Regions from separate parts of the Zea mays genome. Here all the other regions are linked to region 1. Evidence: chromatin contacts called from public Hi-C data. All regions are on one chromosome and are shown on one strand. Each heading gives the region's core, a stretch centred on a gene start, on an enhancer-like site or on the middle of the called end of the contact. The rest is flanking DNA. Distances are from core to core; before and after follow the strand shown. Region 1 holds the start of LOC103636116 (cinnamoyl-CoA reductase 1). Region 2 holds the start of LOC100382491 (carbonic anhydrase6). Region 3 holds the start of LOC103637381 (proline-rich receptor-like protein kinase PERK12).

Evidence for each region. Hi-C and Micro-C count contacts between places; a contact is called where the count stands out from the background.
Region 2: a contact with region 1 is called in a Hi-C map of leaf, with 6 times the contacts expected there. The contact joins the promoter of LOC100382491 here to the promoter of LOC103636116 in region 1. A contact is called at or near these places in 3 of 25 Hi-C or Micro-C datasets (bundle sheath, endosperm and leaf).
Region 3: a contact with region 1 is called in a Hi-C map of bundle sheath, with 4 times the contacts expected there. The contact joins the promoter of LOC103637381 here to the promoter of LOC103636116 in region 1. A contact is called at or near these places in 9 of 25 Hi-C or Micro-C datasets (bundle sheath, ear, leaf and 4 more) and 1 of 3 datasets of contacts at active chromatin or transcription factors (leaf).

The regions. Positions count from the first base shown.
Region 1 is chr8:150,018,798-150,021,819 of Zm-B73-REFERENCE-NAM-5.0, forward strand. LOC103636116 (cinnamoyl-CoA reductase 1) reads right to left here and starts at 1,605. Exons shown (of 5, transcript NM_001301557.1): 1 at 1,329-1,605; 2 at 132-310. The coding sequence starts at 1,575.
Region 2 is chr8:150,378,111-150,381,132 of Zm-B73-REFERENCE-NAM-5.0, forward strand. LOC100382491 (carbonic anhydrase6) reads left to right here and starts at 1,408. Exons shown (of 7, transcript NM_001175228.1): 1 at 1,408-1,561. The coding sequence starts at 1,436.
Region 3 is chr8:150,302,356-150,305,377 of Zm-B73-REFERENCE-NAM-5.0, forward strand. LOC103637381 (proline-rich receptor-like protein kinase PERK12) reads right to left here and starts at 1,618. Exons shown (of 7, transcript XM_008659588.4): 1 at 26-1,618. The coding sequence starts at 1,301.

The sequences.
Region 1 (3,022 bases), core at 355-2,854:
CAACACAGCCCGAACCTATTGACGCCACGTGACATGTCTAGTCCTAGTGTCGACGTGAGAGGTATGAGGCTAGAATTCATAGGAAAAAGGAAACGCTCCCAGTAAGAACGAAAGTTTGTTGTCGTCCTCACCGTGTAGCCGGACATGCCCCCGGGGTCGACGAAGGCGGAGGTGTGGAACACGCCGGCGCACCCGTCGAAGGCGCGGCGCAGGCCGTCCGGGTCCATCACGTTCGCCATCACCGTCGACACCCCCCCATCCCGGCCGTCCTCGCCGAACATCTCCATCTCCCGCAGCTTGTCCATGTCCTCTGCACGCCAAGACACGTACTTAGAGATCAAATAAACCGAAACGCTCGAAACCTGGGAGTGACCGGGGGGATTCGCTAGTGACGGACGACACGGCAGAACAGAGTCACTGTCAGCCCACGACGTGCGATAGCAAAGTTGTAGGCTGTGGTGGGGAGGTTTCAGAAACCTTAGCTAGACCCTCGCCACTGGCTCACCACGGTACCACTTGGAGTACTCTGTTCATCTACATGTTTGGCACTAGAGGACGACGACCAGTTTTATTACAAAGTCAAAGCGCAAGTTCTGGCGGGGACGGACGTGTGCTTCCCGTCTTTGCCGTGCAAGTTAGGTTGATCATAAGTTCGTTTCGTCCTTCGTCGTGTACTCGTGTTTCTCTCGGTCGTTTCAGCGGGTGCGTTGATCACAAAACAAACAAACAAAATAGAGTACCATCCAATCTTTTAGCAAACAAATGATAAAAGGGAAAGAGAGAAAAAGGTAGGCTCTGTTCTATTAGCCTTCGTCTGAAACGGAGCAAGAGGCCATTGTCAGCAAGGCAACTCATCATCGAGGGAAAGAATGAAGAGACGAGCCAGATGAAAACCTGGCCGGCGGCCTTTGCCCAACGCGAGAGAATGATAAGAACAAACGGGCTAACAGTAATAACGAGACAAGCGGGACCCCAATACTTTTCCTTCCTGTTTGTAGGCAGGCTTGCCTAAACACGTGAGAAGTCGAGGCGTTGGGACATGGACGCATGGTGCCGCGTGAACGAGCATGTCCGCTTCGTGCTTACCCATACTTTGTTTGATCCGGTGACCGCGCTTGCGGTCGACTGGTCGTGGACGATTCGCATCCAATCAGACGAGAGCGATCGCTTTCTGGGCTGAGATGGACGAGGATTTTTTTTTTCACGTATACCCCGTCCCTGCCACCGGGGCCGGGCCGGGCCGAGGGGCGCGCGCGAGAGCTTCAGAGCGAGCGAGAGAAGCAGCCGGGTAGGTTGGTGTGGGGGAGGACGGACGGGACGGCTGGTACCTTGCGTCTCCAGCGCGAGGCGGACGGTGTACCCGTGCCGGAGGAGGCGGTCGACGACGGCGAACCCGACGAAGGAGATGCCGCCAGTTACGCACACGGCGCGCGCCGCGGCCCCTCCGGCGTCACCCCGGGGAGCGCGCTTAGCGTCCGCGTGGCCCGCCGAGCGGCGCCACCCGCCCGCCAGGAGCGCGGCGCGCAGCTCGTCCACCTCCGCCTCAAGGCTCTGCGTGCTCCGAAGCACGCCCATGCCTGCCGGGCCTGCTCCCGCGCTGCTGCGGTAGTGCCTCTCGGTGTTGGTGGAGAGGGTATTCACGGCGAGTGGGGTGGGTAAAATAGCCACGTACTACACTACTAGGGCGAGCACCACTGGCTGAGCAGAGGAGAGGACTCGGCTGTCTTCGTCGCGCGACTGGGGTTGGGTAGGTAGGCTCGGTACTCTACCTTCACCGAGGCTTGTTTTTTGTCAGACGGAGCCTGGGCCTGCCGCCCGGGACATGGCCACATGGGTTGGGGTGGGGGGTAGCTGCGCTGGACGGCAGGCATCGCACGGGCGTTCCTGCCTGACGGTCCGTCTAGGTCTAGCCTTGGGTTCGGCTTCGGATCTTGTGAGAGTAATGTGCTCAACTCTTCTTGTCCTCCTCCGCTGCCTCCAACTTCTTCTTGGTGTTAATTTATTGCGCTGGAGCTGGTAGCGGAAGCAGCCACGCTATTGTATCGCAGGCCATTGATTTCGATGGTCCCTGTTTGATTATGAAGCTCAACAGTATACTAGCGCCTCATAGATAACCAGGCTCTATAACTGTCCGGATCCTGATCGAGACCGACGGAATATTTGATATCTTATATTATAACAGAGAGATAGATTATATGCACTACAGTAAACGCAGAAACGTCCGACGGCCAAAGCCGTCGGACATAAGGAATAAACCGTCGGAAATAGATTATTTCCGACGGTCAAGCCTTATCTCCGACGGCTTTAAGCCGTCGGAGATAACTCGTCGGAAATAGTGCTATGTCCGACGGCAGCCGTCGGACATAAGTTATCTCCGACGGCTGCCTATGCCCGTCGGAGATAACAAATCCCAACCGTTTTACCGGTCGGGATGTGGGTCCCACTGAATTAAGTCCGACGGCTCCCGCTAGGCCGTCGGAGATAAGCATTGCTTATGTCCGACGGTAGTTAATGCCGTCGGAAATAACAAAAGAGTTATGTCCGACGGCTACCATTAAGCCGTCGGACATAACAAATTACAGAATTTACACAAAATTCTGTTTTTTAAAAAATCTGACATTTACAAAACAAAAACAGATTCATGCACATATACAAATTCACATTCACAATCACAAATACACACATTCTAATAAGTATTCACAATCACAAATAGTCTCACATAAATATTAACATTCACAAATTTAACATCAACATATAGGTTCGACGGTTGTTGCAAACTGAAATTGTGTCTCACAAACAAGTGTTGCAAAGTGTTTCATAAAAAACATCACGACACATCAATCATATCCATCGTCTGGATGGTTCGAGTAGCCACCTCCTCCGGCTGGACTCTGCGTGTTGAAAATGGTGTTCACCCACGAATTTGTTGTGTCGTCCTGACCAAACCCATCTCCAGGTGCGGCAACTGAAGCGGGTGGTGTCTGAAATCCCTATAACACAAGCACATGAAATAGTAACCACT
Region 2 (3,022 bases), core at 158-2,657, 360 kb after region 1:
ATATCCACTGGATCTCTTGCCTCATCTAGCAGCTCGAAACCGAGCACTACACTTCCTTCTCTGACTTTTACTTCGGAGATGGGACAGTACAGACACGCATGTCTGACCTTGCTGGGCGCGAGGTCACAGGCCTCCACGCTGTGGAACCAAAAGCCGTCCCTCACATTATCTAGGATGGTATATGGACCATGCGTATTACTAACTCCATTTTTAAAATATTTGTTGATTGCTAGTTTATTTTTAAATTAAAACACGATAAATAAAAAAACAGGGAAAGCACATGATATTCTTGAAACTAAGAAAAATCCGAGTGTGACGCAAGGATTTCAGTCCCACCCTAATAATGCACCTCGCCACCTATAGTAGTGTCACTTCATTGCGCTCCTCAATCAATAGAAAAAAAAGGCACCCGGCACCCTTCCGGAATATATACCAAGAGTTACTACTACTATACCACGAGGTCTGCAAATGCGGCATTCCATATAGAAATATGTATAGTATATAGTCTCATCATCTCATGAGCTCTACTTGCTTTTCCCCAATCATGGAATAGTATAATATTCCGCCCATCTTGAGAAGAAGTCACTCCTAGCTAGCTTTATCTTCAAGTCAATTATCTTAATTCCAGCTAGCTTTTATAATAGCAAAAAAAAAAGGGCATGCTATCAATGCAAAATACACTCCATGGTGAATCTGATTACGTGGCATATATAAATTTTGGTATTTTCCGTCCAATTTAATTATCAAATTTAAGGTAATTTATTAGTTTATGTTAAATCTAGAACATCTTTATTTTTTGACATATGCATGCCAACCATCTCCGGTAGAAATATTCCGGCCGGGAGGGGGTTGTTTCCAAAGAGAGGCGGGCAATGAGATGAGAGTGTTAGTCTGAAGGCAGCTACTTTTAATATGCTTTCGGTATTAGCATAATCCCACAAAAAGTCTCGAGTGGAAAGAAGCTAGAAAGGTTCAAGTACACTTGTTTAGTGATGTCGATCCTATAATATAATATTAATATTAAATGGCTGCCCTTTTTCTCGCTATCTAAAGCGATAAGACCAGTACAGGAGATAGCTATAGGTTGTGGTGCCAACCTCAATGTAGTGTCAAACACGAAGATAGCACCAAAAAAAGATATGAACCTGAAATTATGGAGAAAAGACAAACAAACAAAATTGAGGCACCAGTCCGCCACACGGAGCATATCCCATTTCCATCACGGGGGCCGCGACGAGGGATGCCCATCCTCGTGAGTGAAGCGAGTGGCACGCTGGCGGATGAGGCGTCGGGTGGTCCGTATCTATCGGCCCAGCCGAGGCGCGCGACGGCGTCGCCGCTCTCGCATACGGGCTGTAACGGTCTTGCTTGTTGGCACGCGTGCGTCCTTGTGTATAAGTTGGCAGAACAGAGCACAAACGCGCGCGCTTGTAGAATGCCCGCCTTTCCCGTCCGCGCCTCCGCTTCGTCCAGCGTCGTCGGTAGCCTCACCGGTACCCGCCGCCCCAGGCTCATCAAGAACACCACCGTCATCTTCGCCACCGCCCCCTCCACCCTCGTGGTACGTACGGAGTACACCAACGTACGCATGGCTCACATGCATTGTACAACATGCATATGTGTGTCGTCCGTCGCTTCTCTATATCCACTGGATCTCTCGCCTCATACAGCAACTCAAAACCGAGCACTACACTTCCTTCTCTGAATTTTACTTCAGGGATGGGACAATAAGTCGGCACGGACACTCATGTATGACCTTGCTGGGCGCGAGGGTCATGGGCCTCCACGCCATGCAACCAAAAGTCGTCGCTCACATTATCTAAGAGGATGGTATACGTACGTACCATGCATACTACGATATCATATTCTTGAAACTAAGCAAAATCCGAGTGTCACGCAAGGATTTCAGCTCCACGTCGATAATGCACCTCGCCACCTATAGTAGTGCCGCTTCATTGCACTCCTCAATCAATAGAAAAAAACGTATGTGCCATGTATACATGTCCCAATGGATTTTCATTTTTTAGAGGAAATTAGTTTATTTTTTATTGGAAAATGAAATCATTTTTGAAAAATAGAGTTATCAGACTAGTAAGAGTATGGAGACCGCACCCGACACCCTTCTGGTGTACCTAGAGTAGACATGTTCAAATTTGGGTCGGGTCAGGTCAAAGTCGGATCGTGAGCTATTTATCATGACCCATACCCGACCCGTGCTTAGTGTCGGATCGGGTCGGTTTGTTTCCGGTTGGGTCAGGTTTTTTTGGCTTTGGGTCGGATTTTTTTCGGGTGGGGTCAGGTTTTGGGTCAAAAATCACGATCTGTACCTAACCCGTGAATTATTATGGGTCAAAAATTATGGCCCGTACCCTTGCATTGGTTGGGTCGGACCGGATTTTTTTCGGACAGATCGAGTCGGGTTTGTCGGGTGGATGGCCCATGATCAGGCTAACCGAGAGGTACTAGTATACCACAAGGTCTGCAAATGCGGCATTCCATATAGAAATATGTATAATATAGTCTCATGTGCTCTACTTACTTTTGCCGGTTTGCCCAATCATGGAATAGTATAATACCCCGCCCATCTTGAGAAGTCAGTCACTCCTAGCTAGCTTTTTATAATAGCAAAAAAAAAGGGCATGTTATCAAAATACACTCCATGGTGAATCTGATTACGTGGCATATATAAATTTTGGTATTTTCCGTCCAATTTAATTATCAAATTTAAGGTAATTTATTAGTTTACGTTAAATATAGAACATCTTTATTTTTTTGACATATGCATGCCAACCATCTCCAGTAGAAATATTCCGGCCGGGAGGGGGTTGTTTCCAAAGAGAGGCGGCCAATGAGATGAGAGTACTAGTCTGGAGGCAGCTACTTTTAATATGCCTTCGGTATTAGCATAATCCCACATACAAAAGTCTCGAATAGAAAGAAGAAAGGTTCAAGTACACTTGTTTAGTGATGTCGATCGTATAATATAATATTAATATATATATGGCTGCCCTTTTTCCTATCT
Region 3 (3,022 bases), core at 368-2,867, 280 kb after region 1:
TGCGCGCGCCAAGAAAAGAACTCACCGTGCAGGTGATGCTCCAGCGTCTTGTTGGCCACGAACTCGTAGACGAGGAGTCGGTGGTTCTCGGTGACGCAGTAGCCGACGAGCGTGACGAGGTGGCGGTGGTGGATGCGGCTGATGATGTCCACCTCGGCGCGGAACTCCTTCTCCCCCTGCCCGCTGCCCAGCTTGAGCTGCTTCACCGCCACGCGCCGCCCGTCGCCCAGCGCGCCCATGTACACCTTCCCGAACCCGCCCTCGCCGATCACGTTCGCCGCCGAGAACCCGCCCGTGATGCCCGCCAGCTCGTCGTACGTGAACCACGACTTGTTGGCCCCCGACAGGTCGTACGAGCTCGACGTCCCGCTCGGCGACGGCGACGGCGCCGGCCCGTTCGACGGCTGGTACACGTCCGCCGACACCACGCCCGCGGCTGCGCCACACTGACGTTCCGGCACCACGATGCTGTGCCTGCGCGACGCGTGCCGCTCCCGCTTCCTCCCCCGGTTGCCCTGCTTGCCGGTTGCGCACGCGATTATCAGCAGCGACGCCAGTGCCAGGACCAGCCCGGCAACGGAGATCCCGATGACCACCGCCTCGTTCTTCATGTTGCTGTTGCTGCCCGACCCACCCCCACCCGCGGGGGGCCCAGGCGGGGACCTCCACATGCCGCCTGCAGGTGGGCCGCCAGAGACGCCGCCCGGCATGATCACCGTCAGCGCCATCGGAGGAGGCAGCATTTGCGTGGGCGCCGGCGGAGGTGGCTGGTGACCGGCGGTGTCCGGTGGCGTCGACGGTGTCTCGCGCGGTGGCGGTTGTCCCGCATTTGGGGGAGGTGACGAGGCCGTCGTCCCGGCGGCTGCTCCGGGCTTCTCCGACGACGGGGGTGTCGGTGGCTTGGTCGGTTCCGGTGCCGGAGGCGACTGCTGCGACGTCGACGCCGCGGGCGGCGGCGGCGAAGACTGCGGAGGTGGCGACGGGGGCGGCGAAGACGGCGAAGGAGGAGGAGAGGACCGGCTTGGTGGCGGCGGCGAGGCCGGAGGAGGAGGGGAAGCCGCCGGAGACTTCTCTGGCGGGGTCGCTGGTGTGTTCGGCGACGTCGTGCTGTTGTGGGCCGGGGGAGGCGGGGACGACTGCTTCGACGGTGGCGGCGGCGGTGTCGGCGGCGGAGGAGACGACGAGGAAGCCTTCGGCGGGGGTGGCGGCGACGACGATGATTCCGGAGGCGGTGCTGCCCGTGCCTTCGGCCCTGGCGGCCCTCCCGCGGGGGACGACGCCAGTTGCTCGGTTGACGCCATGAGGGCGCGCGGCGTCACAGGGCCGCCGCGCGGTCGGCGGTATCGTCGTCGTTCCGGGGAGAGTGGTTAGGAGCCGAGCCGGAATAATGGCATCTCAAACGCGCATCGGCAGGGGAGACGGGGGCAGCGGCGGCCGGGCCTCTCACATAGACATGGGCATGGGTAAACGTCCGTCCGTCCGTCCGCCGGCAGGTCCGATCGAGCTAGGCAGCGTGGAGACACGGAATGCGCCTCGCCTTGGCGACAACACGGCCGCGGCGTAATGTGCTCGTGCCCTTTTCGGTTTTCCTCCGTAATTTTTTTCCCCGCTGTTTTTCCTTGCCTTGCTTTTCTTGGATGGGTAGAGGTGGTGGAACAGAGAACATGCAGGGAGCATCGAGAAATCTGGGTGGCCGCAGGAGGAAAACCGGCGCTAACTTGAATGTGTTTGAACTCCCGAGGAAGACAACGCGGGGGGGCAGTGACTGACACGTCACTTGGCCATGTTCACCTCTCTGAAAGATTTTATACGCATGCTAAATTTAGCTATGTGCAGTGCAGGCGATGCATATGTTCTGAGGATGAACTTTATCATATTGCAATATGCAAATGATTAGTACCTATATTTTAAATTATAAGACCTTTTATTTTTTAAACAAATGGTTTTTGTCATGTATTTGGATATTACTCCCTCCGTTTTTTTTATTTGTCGCTGGATAGTGCAATTTTGCACTATCAAGCGACAAATAAAAAGAAACGGAGGGAGTATCTTTTATAGATACCATGTTTGTCCTTCTTCCTTAGAGAGTCGAAAGAAAGATGATAGAAGAAAGAGAAGGAACGGGTTCTTAATTATCAGCCGGCTATATATAGACTGTAGCGTAGATTCCAAAACATGTTATAAGAGAATAAGAGCAGGAATATAGCTCTAGCAATAATTGCTCAACATTCTTTTAGCTAATAAAATAACCAACCTATTATATGTAATGACTATATATATATATATATATATATATATATATATATATATATATATATATATATATATATATATATATATATATATATATATATATATATAAGGGTAGGTATAACGGGAGCCCTGGGCTTCCAATAGTTAAAGGAAGCCCAGGCCGACCACCCCTGTAAACTGGTTCAACCAGCGCGCCCAAACAGGCTGTCGGGTGCGCCACCTGCCCCACGTCTGTTAGCGCAAAAAAAGGAATGCATGCATGAGTCAAACACGATCCAATGCATGCGCATAAATTTAGGAAAGATATGTGCGGCAGTTTCTGTTTTTAAAATCCTTTATTTCCTCCATAAATTTAGGATCGCTGCAACAGCCATGCAGCTAGACGCGTAAGGACCATTTTATGATATATACTGAGACTAAATATGCTACATTGTGTTAATAATTATGCAATTCGATATACTGCGTAAAAATCTGTTACCAGCTGCATGCACACGAATTTATGATAAAAATAATGTGCAATGAAAGGAAATGAATTACACGCATAGAAACAAAAAATCGTATTTAATATTTTATTTCCTTCATAAATATAAGATCCCTCCAACAGCCATGCAGCTAAAACACATTAAATCTAGTTTATGATATATACTGATACAAATTATACTACATGGTGTAGGTATTTATGCAATTCGTTACACTGCGTAAAAAATATGGCATGTTGTTAACTGGTGGACGCACATCCGGGTTGGAGCGTAATAACCTTAAGTTTTGA